2 separate regions of the Triticum aestivum genome follow, and region 1 is linked to region 2. Evidence: chromatin contacts called from public Hi-C data. All regions are on one chromosome and are shown on one strand. The core of a region is the stretch at or near the end of the contact, and the rest is flanking DNA. Distances in the headings are between cores, read along the strand shown. Region 1 holds the start of LOC123086444 (coiled-coil domain-containing protein SCD2). Region 2 holds the start of LOC123086443 (obtusifoliol 14-alpha demethylase-like).

The links. Hi-C and Micro-C count contacts between places; a contact is called where the count stands out from the background.
Region 1: a contact with region 2 is called in a Hi-C map of leaf, with 3 times the contacts expected there. The contact joins the promoter of LOC123086444 here to the promoter of LOC123086443 in region 2. A contact is called at or near these places in 2 of 5 Hi-C or Micro-C datasets (both in leaf).

Annotation. Positions count from the first base shown.
Region 1 is chr4A:472,612,046-472,617,811 of IWGSC CS RefSeq v2.1, forward strand. LOC123086444 (coiled-coil domain-containing protein SCD2) reads left to right here and starts at 3,099. Exons shown (of 16, transcript XM_044508208.1): 1 at 3,099-4,243; 2 at 5,177-5,312. The coding sequence starts at 3,187. It overlaps LOC123086445, which reads left to right and starts at 832. Exons shown (of 2, transcript XM_044508209.1): 1 at 832-1,271; 2 at 1,414-2,197. The coding sequence starts at 921. The coding sequence ends at 1,458.
Region 2 is chr4A:472,083,697-472,089,676 of IWGSC CS RefSeq v2.1, forward strand. LOC123086443 (obtusifoliol 14-alpha demethylase-like) reads right to left here and starts at 3,124. Exons shown (of 3, transcript XM_044508207.1): 1 at 2,912-3,124; 2 at 2,318-2,797; 3 at 1-1,070. The coding sequence starts at 2,788. The coding sequence ends at 69.

The DNA of each region.
Region 1 (5,766 bases), core at 1,849-4,348, 530 kb after region 2:
GACATTGGTTCGGCGTATATGAATTCGCCCACTGTTGAAGATAGAGCCTTGATTTTTGAGAAGAAACCATCAGGAAAGTCGTGGATCTGGATCCATATCTCTATCTTGGTTAGATCAATTGACGAAGGTTTTGTGTAGCCGTCATATGGTTCCAAAACCACAGCCCTGCCCTTGAAAGACCACGGCCCATCCTGCATCACACGTTCCCAGTCTCCCAGGCATGCAAACTGCAGCGTGTATAGATTGTCCTCGAGCGGCCTGATTTTCACATCCTTGGCCAGGTCCCAAGCCGCCCTCATGTTCCTGAAGAACCAGTACTGGCTATAGGTTCGATCCGTATGAACCCTAGCTATCGCCATCCAGCGGGTCGCCTCCGGCGGTAATTCCTCATCTTCGATCACCACATCTTGGAGATCGGCTTCCTTGAGTCCAAGTTCCTCCATCATCGCCTCCAGGTCAGACGTGAGACCGCCCGATCCAGAAGCAGCGTCAGCCATAGTTCTCTCGCTCGAGAGTTGATGAAACCGCGGGCGGTAAGATCCCAGCGATCCCTGTTCCACCGCCAGGAAGCGGAGCCCCGAGGGCGCCGAGCGACGCCGGCGATAGAGGTAGGGGAGGGGGAGAGATCGATCTCTACGTGGGGGCGAAAACAATCGCCGCCGCCGAGAGGAGTTAAACCCTAACGAGAGGGGAACCATTTTTCTAGTAGTAAGTGGGCTCACTTGGCCATGCCTCTGTCTTCTTGAGTCACTGTAGGCCCATGGGCCTGGGCCTGACATTTATACTTTCCTGATCCGACGCTACCTTCTCATACAGTCTTACCATCTTTCTCATTCTTGAGTAGGGATAGTGCTCCCTAATATCCCCCTCTCTCGTAGTACACACAAAGGGCATTACTCTACGGTGAGTCGACTTAAGCCATGGACTGGCGGCGGGCAGGGAGCCCAACATACGGCCGGCGACGCTCGCCAGCGGAGATGTATTCCGCCCCGGCGTCCCCGGCACACCCCCTGGGTCCAGCCACGTCGTCACCGGTACACCCTCTGGCGGCGCGGTCCAAGGCGCGCGCCGCGGCGGCGCTGGCGCATGTCATGTCGCGCCCAGGCGCGCGAGTCGCCGCCGCAGACTCCGACTCCGACGAGAACGGGTACGGAGACGACGACGGCAGCACCAACGGGCGTTACGGCGGCGGCCGGAGCCCCTTGCACGGGTACGTTGCAAAGAGCGCCGGCGGCGTCAAGGACAAGTTCTTCGGGATGGCGTTGCCCAAGGTATGTATTTACTGCTAATTAGTACTTGCTAACATTTCCTTTCCAGCGCTGCCCGCGTTTCAGTTTTAATCTTTGGCAAGAGGTTAATTAGGCGGAAATAGTAAGACATAACGGAACACTCCCAGAAATCCCTTCGCTGCAGAGAAATCAGGGAGGCGATATAGAGGCGCAAGCTTTCTCTGGTTGAGTTCTGCTCGGAGGAAGTTTCGATCACTCGAACCGTGTGTGTTTGCTCCGGAAATTTGATTAGCCCAGACATATGCGGCTTAATTTCTACGTAGAAAGCTATTAGAAAGAAAGAAATGCTCGAGAGTAGTACTATGAACAGTTGCATTTCTGCCAGCGAAAATTATGCTCTGCTAATCTGCTTGATCTACGCGGTATACCAGTAAAATAGTCAGAGCTTAGCAGTAGCTTAGGGAACCCAAAAGTAAATCACACGGGAATCCCGAGGCGGTCTGGTCGATGCCACGCAATCCATGCACGGTCAACGCGGCTCATTAATGCGTGCCCTTATTCACTCTGACCTTTTTGACTTTGTTTAATGGGAAAATCGGCATCGATCGGCCGGCCATCACGAAGAAAAAGCTCTCCACAAGTTCATCCATGTGGTCCGGTGGATCGCATTCTCACGGTACATGACACGCCACAAAATAAGAGAAGGATGCGTCCTTGTAACTGAGGAAGAAAGAAATCATTTTCTCAACTATTTAAACCATTGCTTTCAAAATAAAGATTATCTTTATCATTACAAAGATATCTTTACTATTACTGCTCATTTGTTTTGGATGAGTCCTAGGAGATTTTCATCCACGGGATTATTTCTATGTTTAGCATTCCCTGAGGTACCGGATTCCTTAGAATTGTGTACTTGATTCCCTAGAATTATTAGCATTATGTAAGACCTCACGAAAAATTTCAAATAATTGGGCGCACAAGACTCCACAGTTGCCTGAAAATAAGGTTTAGATTGGCCGATTCCGCATGGAAGCAACAACACAAAGTCTCAAGGCTGAGATAGGGCGACGCTAATGGTTGTGGCATCCACGACGAGGTCAACCCAGGACTTCATCGACAACGGAGATGGCACGACCAATGTAGGCGAGGACGAGGTTTCGTTGGTACAGATGGGGGCTGTTCATTTTGATTTTCTCTTGGATTAGACACCACACGAGCTCAAGATGATGATAACATGGCCATTGCCGGCGAGAGCTCGGACAAGACCACACATGAGGCAAGATAGGGGGATAGCAGTCCGTACGGGGAGAGGAAGGGTCATGGGGAGAAGAAATTATGTCTTGAAGGTACAAGAAAATAGTGAAGCTACCAAATATGGTTGAGTGGGCCAAGCTAAAGGGAAACAAATATTTATTTCTCAAAAAGCATTATTTTACATATACTCTTCAATGTTTCGGCCATGGGCTGGACGGGCCCTGGCCTTGTTGTAGCTTCGCCAGTGGTAGGAGTGACAATAACACAACGGTCCACTTAGAATAAGCTGAGACTTCCAAAAATATTCAGTCGCCATAGGTGCTCTCTTTTTCATTCGGTGGATTGATTTCCTGCTGGCTGAACGCATCAGAATTCTTTCATTGGTCCTTTCAAAAAAAAAATCCATCCGGCCGCTGCCGCTGTGCCATATGCGCACAAGGCCAGCATGGCCCGAGCGTCTGGACCAGGCCTCATCGCGCGTCCCCCAATGGGCCTCCGCACCCGAGCTGACCTGGTCGCTCCGTCCTTTTGCTCGAGTCGCACGCCCACTGCGCTCGCGTGTCACGCCGCCGCCAGCCTTCCCGTCCGTCAACGCCAAATTTCCAACCTGCCCTCTCTTTCCGACCCAAACGCGAGGCTCTGAGGGCAGAGAGAGAGAGAGAGAGAGAGGAGAACGAGTCAAACAAAAGTCAAAGCTACAGAAATGGACGCAGGCCGGGCCAGCGGCGTCGGCCCCGCCCGGAGGCCACGACCCGCCGCCGCGGCGTCGGATCCCCGGCGCGCGGCTGCGGCGCGGGAGGCCATGTTGCGCATGGAGGAGGTCATGATGGCCCACGCGGGCGCGGCGGGCGAGTTCAGCATGATCATCGAAGCTCCGCTCCCCAACCTCCAGCGCTACCGCCGCAACGCGACGCCTCCTGCGGCCCCGTCGTCTGACTCTCCCTCGCGGAGGCGCGGCGGACCTCATGACCCCGGCGCGAGGGACGACGTCCCCACGCGATTGCGGCGCGAGGGAAGCGTGACCGAGGACGTCGGCAACGCTCGGGGGGTACGCGGCGGGGAGGACATGGGCTACGCGGACGACGCGCGCTCGCGTCGCGGCACCGGGGACGCTCGAGGGGCGCGACCTGCAAGCACTCGCGGCCGGGAGGAAGAGTCGGAGGCGCCGGTGCGGATGAGAGACCCGCGGAGGGAGAGCGGCCGTCTCAGCGCGCCTCCTGGGAGGGTCGTCGAGGCGCAGCCAGACGTCGCGTCGGCCGTGGAGGAGGAGACACCACTGCAGCAGCTGTCACGCGGAGCGCGGAGTTCGAGCGCGGATAGGCGCGTGGAAGCGGCACCGGAGGCGGAGGCGATGGCCGCGAGACCATCAAGCCGAGGATCGAGGCGGGAGGGCAGTCGGGATGCCGTGGTGAATCCTATTGTTACTGAGCCGGCGGTGGAGGCGTTGGCTGCCAGACCACCAAGCCGACGATCGAGGCGGGATGGCAGCGGGGACGACGCTGTGAATCCTATTGTTGCTGAGCCGGCCGTGGAGGTGTTGGCTGTCAGACCACCGAGCCGGCGATCGAGGCGGGAGGGCAGTGGGGAGGCCGTTGTGAATGCTATTGTTGCCGAGCCCGAGCTGGAGGCCGATGTGGAGAGTGTCGGGTGGGGTAGCAGCCGAGGGAGTGAGGATGGAGGCGAGGAGCCGGTGGCGTTGCCAAAGCCGCTGGAGTCAATACTCACCGGAGGCCGTAGCAGGAGCAACTCACCGGCCATAAGTAATGTCAACGATGATCAATCGCACCAATTTCTTGGAATTTACTGTGAACCAATTTGCTCAAACTAGGCTAAACATAATTTCTTTTATAAACCGAGGCAAATTTCTTCCATAGCAGTGCTAGCAGGTAAGGGGGGCATTTAGTTGACAAAGCATACAAACTGCATCAGGGGTTTAAGTGGTAGAGCTCATTTTGTCTGAAAATCTCTCCTGGTTGAAGTTGCTGCCACCACCCATTTGAAGATCCATCCTACCCCAGCAAGATTGTCCGAAAGGGCACGAACCAAGGAGAAGATCACGAGTTTCAACCATGTTGCCTGAGTGGAGAACACACCTGTTGCTATCAGAAACTTGTCAGTTTTTCATTTCCATAATGTCCCTAGTGTTCAGCCTGTCATTAATTAGGAGGCAAGCAAATCCCTTGAGCTTGGAAGTGCACGTATAAGTCCAGAGCCGCTTCATGATCCGCGGGCATTGATCGTGGGTGAACAACAGATTATACCAAATCAGCCAGAGCGATGTGGAGAGGACCAAGAATGGTCAGAGTTGGAGCTGGTCTGAAGGCTGAGAAATCTCCCCTGAAGATCTGAAATTCATCGATGTTGATGTAAAAATCGGCAGAATTGTTTGTCACCTAATGTTTTTGTTTGTCAATAACAGGAATTGTAGTTGGTAGGTTGTTTTCATGGTGGTGCTGCATTTGATGTTTCTTTTTGGTAGAATTTAAGCTTGTTGTGCTTCATGCTGAATGGTAAAAAAGTAAACGGATGGAAAACTTGATTTGACTTTTGATTGTCTTTAAGTACTGAACTATTGATGCATGTGCATGATAACCTGATTATAATAATTGAAGGATGATGTGCTTTTCAGAATTTCAGTTTTCAGTTCTATGAATTGGCCGGCTTATTATATTTGTCCTCGTTTACCTAGTTAGGTCGGAACGGTGTGGACTCTGGTGTAGCAAATCGCGCACAATCAACAGGAAGGTCAAGTTTTGTACCACCTGTTGGGGCTAATGTGAGGCCTCTACAAGCTGTGGAGGTGCCCAATGGGACACCTAGAGAAAGAAGGTAACTGAATATGCTTCTGAGATAATTTGTTTTGCTTGAATTGTAGTGCTGTACTGCCAACACCACTTCTGTTTTTCTGAAACAAACCAATATTACCTCTGAAAACATGGGTGCAACTTGCCTAATGCATTTTCTGTTATAATGTGCAAGTTGGTGCCTGGTAACCAAATCCAGAATTGACACTCTTGGTTTTAGTTAGTTATCGAAAAAGAAAAGCAATATCATCCATGTGATTCATGGTGATTTCAAATGATTTATGAAAATTTTGTGTGTGTGATGTATGGCACACATGTATGACCAAGGTGGTGGTACCGTGGTAGGCAGTTCTAGCACCAACTAGTAAGATGAAAAATCACTTGTAGAAAACTGATTTTCTTTTGGCTCCTTAAGGGCTCTTTGATTCAAAGGAATTTTATAGGATTACCGGAGGATTGAAATCCTTAGGATTTTTTCC
Region 2 (5,980 bases), core at 1,874-4,373:
ACAACAAAACGTAAATGGAAGAAATACAGAAGCAAACACCCCACGTCCCCTATGGGACCACCCGCTCTCTAGTTGTCGACGACGAGCTTCCGCCGCTTGTAGTTGACCATTACCTCGCCCTTGATGCCGACGACCATCGCATTCCAGTCGTTCTCAGGGAACGGTGAGACCAGCTCAAACTCAAAGTTCCTCAGGAGGTGTGTCCATATCGCCTTGATCTGCAGGTACGCGAAGGGCTCACCGAGGCACCCGTGCCTGCCACCCCCAAAGGAGATGTACGAGAAGGCACCCGCAACCTTGTCCTCCTCCCTCCCAGCCGCAAACCGGTCAGGGTCATACGAGTCCGGGTTCTTGAAGATATGGGGGAGCCTGTTAGCGAAAGCAGGAGATGTTGCGACAATGTGGCCCTTGGGGATATCAAACTCTTTGCCTTCCCTCGTGGTCACGCTGAAGTCAGAGTGTGATTGGCGAAGCAGCATGATCAGCGGCGGGTGGAGCCGGAGCGCCTCCTTGATGCACCGGTAGAGGACATCCATCTCTGCCAAGATGTCATGATCGATCTTGTCACCATGCCTCTTCATGACCTCCTTCTGCTCCTCTACAGCCTCTGCAAAGTACTGCTGGAACTTGAGCAGGTAGGCCCCAGTCCAGGTTGAGGTGATCGAGCTAGTGTGCTGTCCAGCAAACAGGGCTGCGATAAGTAGCCCAGTCACCTCACTTTCTGTGGTCTGGCGGCCATTCTTGTACTTGGAATCAATGAAGCACTGCAGCATGTCTTCCTCGGACTGTCCAGAGGCCTTGCGGGACTTGATGATGGTGGCGAAGATCTCCGCCAAACGTGTCCGTGCCTGGTCACGGCGACGGTGTGCAGGGATTGGGAGGTAGGGAAAGATGACACTGATTGGCTGCATCCCATTGTCAAGATCATGGAAGAGAGCAGAAACATCATCAAACAACTTTTCTCGCACTTCCCTTCCCAACAAGCATCGGCTAGCAGTCAGTATGATGAGGTGCTCCAATTCATACTTCAGATCCACAGTGCCGCTTTCTCCCCACTTTGAGAAGTACTCCTGCAGGTGGATTGGATTCACAGATGATATTAATCACCCAAAAAAATGGCCAGAACAAACGAACCTATACAACAACAAAAATAATTGAATAGCATATATGACTTATCTTGACAAACAAATTAAATGCTAGCATGGAAGAATAGCAAATGTTAAATCAAATGTGGAGCAACTGATTGAGAAGATGACCCATGTTATTTGTGCAAACTCTTTGTTTACTATTAGGATGACAATGATTTCTATAAAAAATATCATACTGGTCATATAGCAGCATAGGCTGTATAGAAAATGTAGCAAACCTTGTCATTGTAAATAAGGGTGACAATCAGTATTATGAAACTAGTTGCAAGGGAGGTGAGATTCTGCAGATCTCCCGCTGCAGTATGTGTACAGGTGTATACTAACAAACCATGCTGTTCATGTTAATGCTTACATAAAACTTGTTCTGTTTCAGCAGCGAGTTCATAAGGAGTCCTTAAATGCAGGCCCGAGTCAAGCTTTTTACAAGGTTCTGATCAGAAGTGCACACTTACATTTCCATACAACTTTGCAAGACAAGTTAGACCGACTGTTGGTTGTGCAGGATGCCAAAATTGGAGCAAGCATAGTTCAATAAACTACGACGATAAATGCTACTTACATAGAGAGAAATGGTTGACACTGTGATTCTAGTATCATACTATATCATAATTTTCACCTTTCAGACACAAAAATGCTAAAAAAAAAAGACACAAAAATGCTTGCAAAACAAGCAACTAGCCAACTAGGCACTGGAATAACAAGCTTCAGTTATGGTACTCCAGTGCTACTATTGTATTGGAGAACTTGCCGCAAGCATTGATTTCTCTTACTCACCACGGTTCGCTACAATTGTATTACCAAATATTTCCTTTGATCCAGAAATCCAGATATATCAAACCTATGCATGCAACACATTATTCTAAGTTCTGATCATACGCGAAATGCATATTTGCATTCAAATGAATACTGGTGACCGAGCAGGCCACTGGAATCATCAAAATCCCCACTGATATTTATCTTCAATTAACATAAGCATCGGCAAATTAGGCACATCAAACATCCTACATCTTCCTTTGCTAGCGCATTCCATAGTAAGGATAAAAAGTCACATACGAAGTGTTGTTTTCCCCTCTGACTATGATGCACTCATTCAAACCCAAGAAGAAGCATCTCACTTGAGAATTACGTACAAAACAGGGGAAGGAAGGAAGGAAGAGAATAGAGCTGACCTCGGCCTCGGCAACCATCTGGTCGACGTAGCTGCGGAGCTTGTTGGCCCTGAGCGCCTCGGTGAAGAACCTGAACTGCTCCTGCCTGACCTGGTAGTCGACGTCGAAGACGACCCCGGGGCCGAAGGTGGGGACGTTGAAGCGGTAGACCTCCTGCTGGCTCATGTCGGACTCGTTGCTCTTGAAGAAGTGCGCCGAGACGTCGGGGCCGATGAGGAAGGTGATCCGGCGGGTGAGGATGGGGACGGTGAAGACGGGGCCGAGGCGGGCGTACTCGGCCCGGATGAGCGGGATGGGGCCCCGCAGGAAGCGCAGCAGCCCGCCCACGACGGGCGCCCCCGGGATCATCGGCGGCGCCCGCCTGCCGCCGCCGCCGGGGCCGAGGAGGACCCTGAGGAAGGCGACGGTGGCGAGCAGCAGCGCTGCGCCGGCGAGGAGCCACTGGGGCCGGGCGGCCGCGAGGAGATCCATCGCCGTGGCCTGGTGGAGAGCAGCCGGGGATGCTCGCGTGGGTTAGATCGATCGCAGAAATGGATAGAAAGAGGGTGGGAGGAGCTTCGGTTGTATCGAAGACACGACAAACTGGGTACGCACCTCGTCCGACGCACGATTGGGGGGCGGCCGGGCGGCCGGCGAGACGGGGTGGAGGGAGGATGTAGATCTGGGAGAGTGGAGTGGCGGAGAGGGGTTTATATAAGTGGGAGGGAGCAAAGATTCCTCCGGGGAGGGGTGGTGTGGGGATCGGGACGGGATGGGGGTTTACCGGGGGCGGAGCGGAAACAGGGGAGGGGAGGAGTGGTGGTGGAGGAGGATGAAGGAAGGATGCACGCACAGTCTGTATCTCGGGCCCCACATGGCTGTCTCTTGTGCGTGTCTGCTAGCTATGCTCTGCTGTTTCTAGTCGCCCAGGTGGACCTAGTGATGTGGAAGAAGACAGTTGTGCTCGGGATCCTCTGTGTTGGGGGGACTGGACGCTTTACTTGTGTCCACGGTCGCCTTTTCCTAGCATTAGCCGTCACCCAAGGATTCACTCCTCTCTCTCTCTCTCGTCCGGCGGCCTCGTCGGCAGCCAGAGCCCAGAAGGGTGGAGACCCACCTCATAGGTAGCCAGGAGAGTGGAGACTCACTCCTTTCATTTTTCAGTTTTACTGTTAGGTTCTTATTTCTTTTGGGGCATCTACGGCCGTCCGATTGGGCGGCCCTCAAACATATGTGGACGCGCCTAGTTAGTATCCGGATGTGTTTGTTTTGACTTCCTATTTGTCTGCACTCATATTTTTCACTTTTTTCTTTATAGGTACGCTCACATGCATATGATTGGTGAAGAAAGAGAGGGAAAGAAAAGAAATAATAAAGAAAGGAAAAAGGATGCTCCGTGGTGGGTCAAATCATACGCGGCGGGCGCAGGACCATTGACGTGACACTCTTCAGACTCATCCCATATACGAGGCCAGTATGAGAAGCGCCAGACAGCCCGGACATTTAAGGAGCTTTGAGGGGTCCAGTTAGGTCAAAAAAATTCCTTCTCTCATGTCCGGTTGGTGGCCTTGCGTCCGCCCAATTAATTTGGGGAGTCCGGCTCTATATGCTATTAGTTTTGATTTTGTGGTCGGGTCGACGAGATGATGGCGACGAGGACACTTCCTCTTAAATACTTCCTTCGTTCGGAATTAGTTGACGCACAAATGGATGTATCAAGCACTAAAATGCACCTAAATACATCCGTTTGAGCGTCGTCTAATTTCGGACGGAGGGAGTAGTTACAACCCATTAAGGGTATCTTCAACACTGATCCCCAAATTTTCTCCCGCATCTGTCCGCGGATAGGGGGTACTACTCCGTGGATATGGATACGGGAGCCAGCCATCCAATGTTACTCGCATACATTTCAAACAAGGTTTAAATAAACCGGACGTAATTCATGCAAATCCGACAAATTTCCATATAAACAGGAACACATTCATTACAATTAGGACATTTTTCTTTAAAAAGGGAGAGCGGCCGAACCTAAACCTATCATACGGCGACGCCCGTCGTCCACTTCCTTTGTATTCCGCATCGGCGACCACGTCCTCGCCGTCTCCATGAGCGCAGATGGGGTTTAAGACCCGTGAAGTGAAGGTCCGGTCTCCAGTGAGTAAGAGTAGGACATGGGAGACGGACCGACCCACTTGGGACATAAGGCCCTGCCACCTCAGACGCCCTACTCATCCCCAGAGGAGTCCGCGACCTATCTTCTGCCTGTGCTGGTGGACGTGAGGTCGATGTCGCACTATTGGTGGGGGCGGTGATAACCAAAAGAGAATGCATTGAATGGCATGGTGAAAATTGTGTGGCCGAAGTGCAAAGGAGGTATGGGGTTTAGAGACATCCACCGTTTTAATTTGGCTCTTCTAGCAAAATAAGCATGGAGGTTAATAGATAATCCAGATTCTTTGTGCGGTACTGTTCTGAAGGCAAAGTATTTTCCTGATGGAGATTTGCTCAATGCTAAATTAGAAAAGGGAGCTTCCTTCACTAGGCAAAGTATTATGGCAGGGGTGAACACTCTGAAACATGGGTGCATCTGGAGAGTGGGTGATGGGCAGAAATCAATATATGGGATGACCCATTGATTCATGGTTCATGTAACATAAAAGTTGTTATTGTACATGGCAACCATATCATATCAAAAGCAAAGGACTTGATTGATCCTAGTACTAACCAGTGGGATGAGGAATTGGTGAGGAAAACCTTCTAGCAGGTGGATGTTCACTAAAGCTTAGCCATTCTACTTCTCAATTATGATGTGGAGGACTTTGTTGCATGGGGTATGACAAAAAAATTAGGTTTTCCATGAAATCTGCATATTATGTTGACTGGGGTCACAAATTTGGGGGTAACCTACGTCGACCAAATGGACAAGGAACAATGCATGTCGGAAGTGTGTGGCAAAGAATTTGGAGCTTGGACTGTTCGACAAAGGTAAAAATATTTGTCTGGAAAACTCTTCATGGAACTTTACCTTCACTATAAAAAAAGACACATCCGTGACATTTTGGGCCGAACGAATTTTTTTCTGTCATGCTTATGACACTTCTATGACGATAATTATGACAAAATCCGGTATCATCATAGATGTGGCGGGCTCCTAATTTTATGACAAAAAATCATGACAAAAAATGGGATTTTCGTCTTGGGCGGGCCGGAGACGCGGCTGCATGACATTCTTTGGGCCGTCCATGACGGGAAAAACCGTGGTAGAAGCGAGGGCGAGGAAAATATCGGGGAGTTCCCGGTTACGATAGGTGGTCGGGGCCGAGCGATGCGCGTTTCTCTCGTACACGTACGCGCGTGGGTGCGAGGCGTTGGGCTCTAATTAAACTCGAGCAAGGCGTTCGCCTACTGAACCCAAGCGATTGCACTGCAAGCTACGTGTTACTGAACTCAAGCGATCGATCGATCTGGCTGTTAACTGAATCCGATCGAGCGATTCCTTCACTACTGCTACTAACTGAAGCTGATCGAACCTGCTGCCTCTTGATGAACAGTGAGTGTTGTTGGGGGTTTGGATGAACAGTTCCCGATGGGGGTTGGATGAACAGGACCCCGTGGTAGTAGAGGCCATTGCCGCTAGATGAACAGGATCCCGATCGAGCCGGTTGGAGGTGGATGAATAGGACC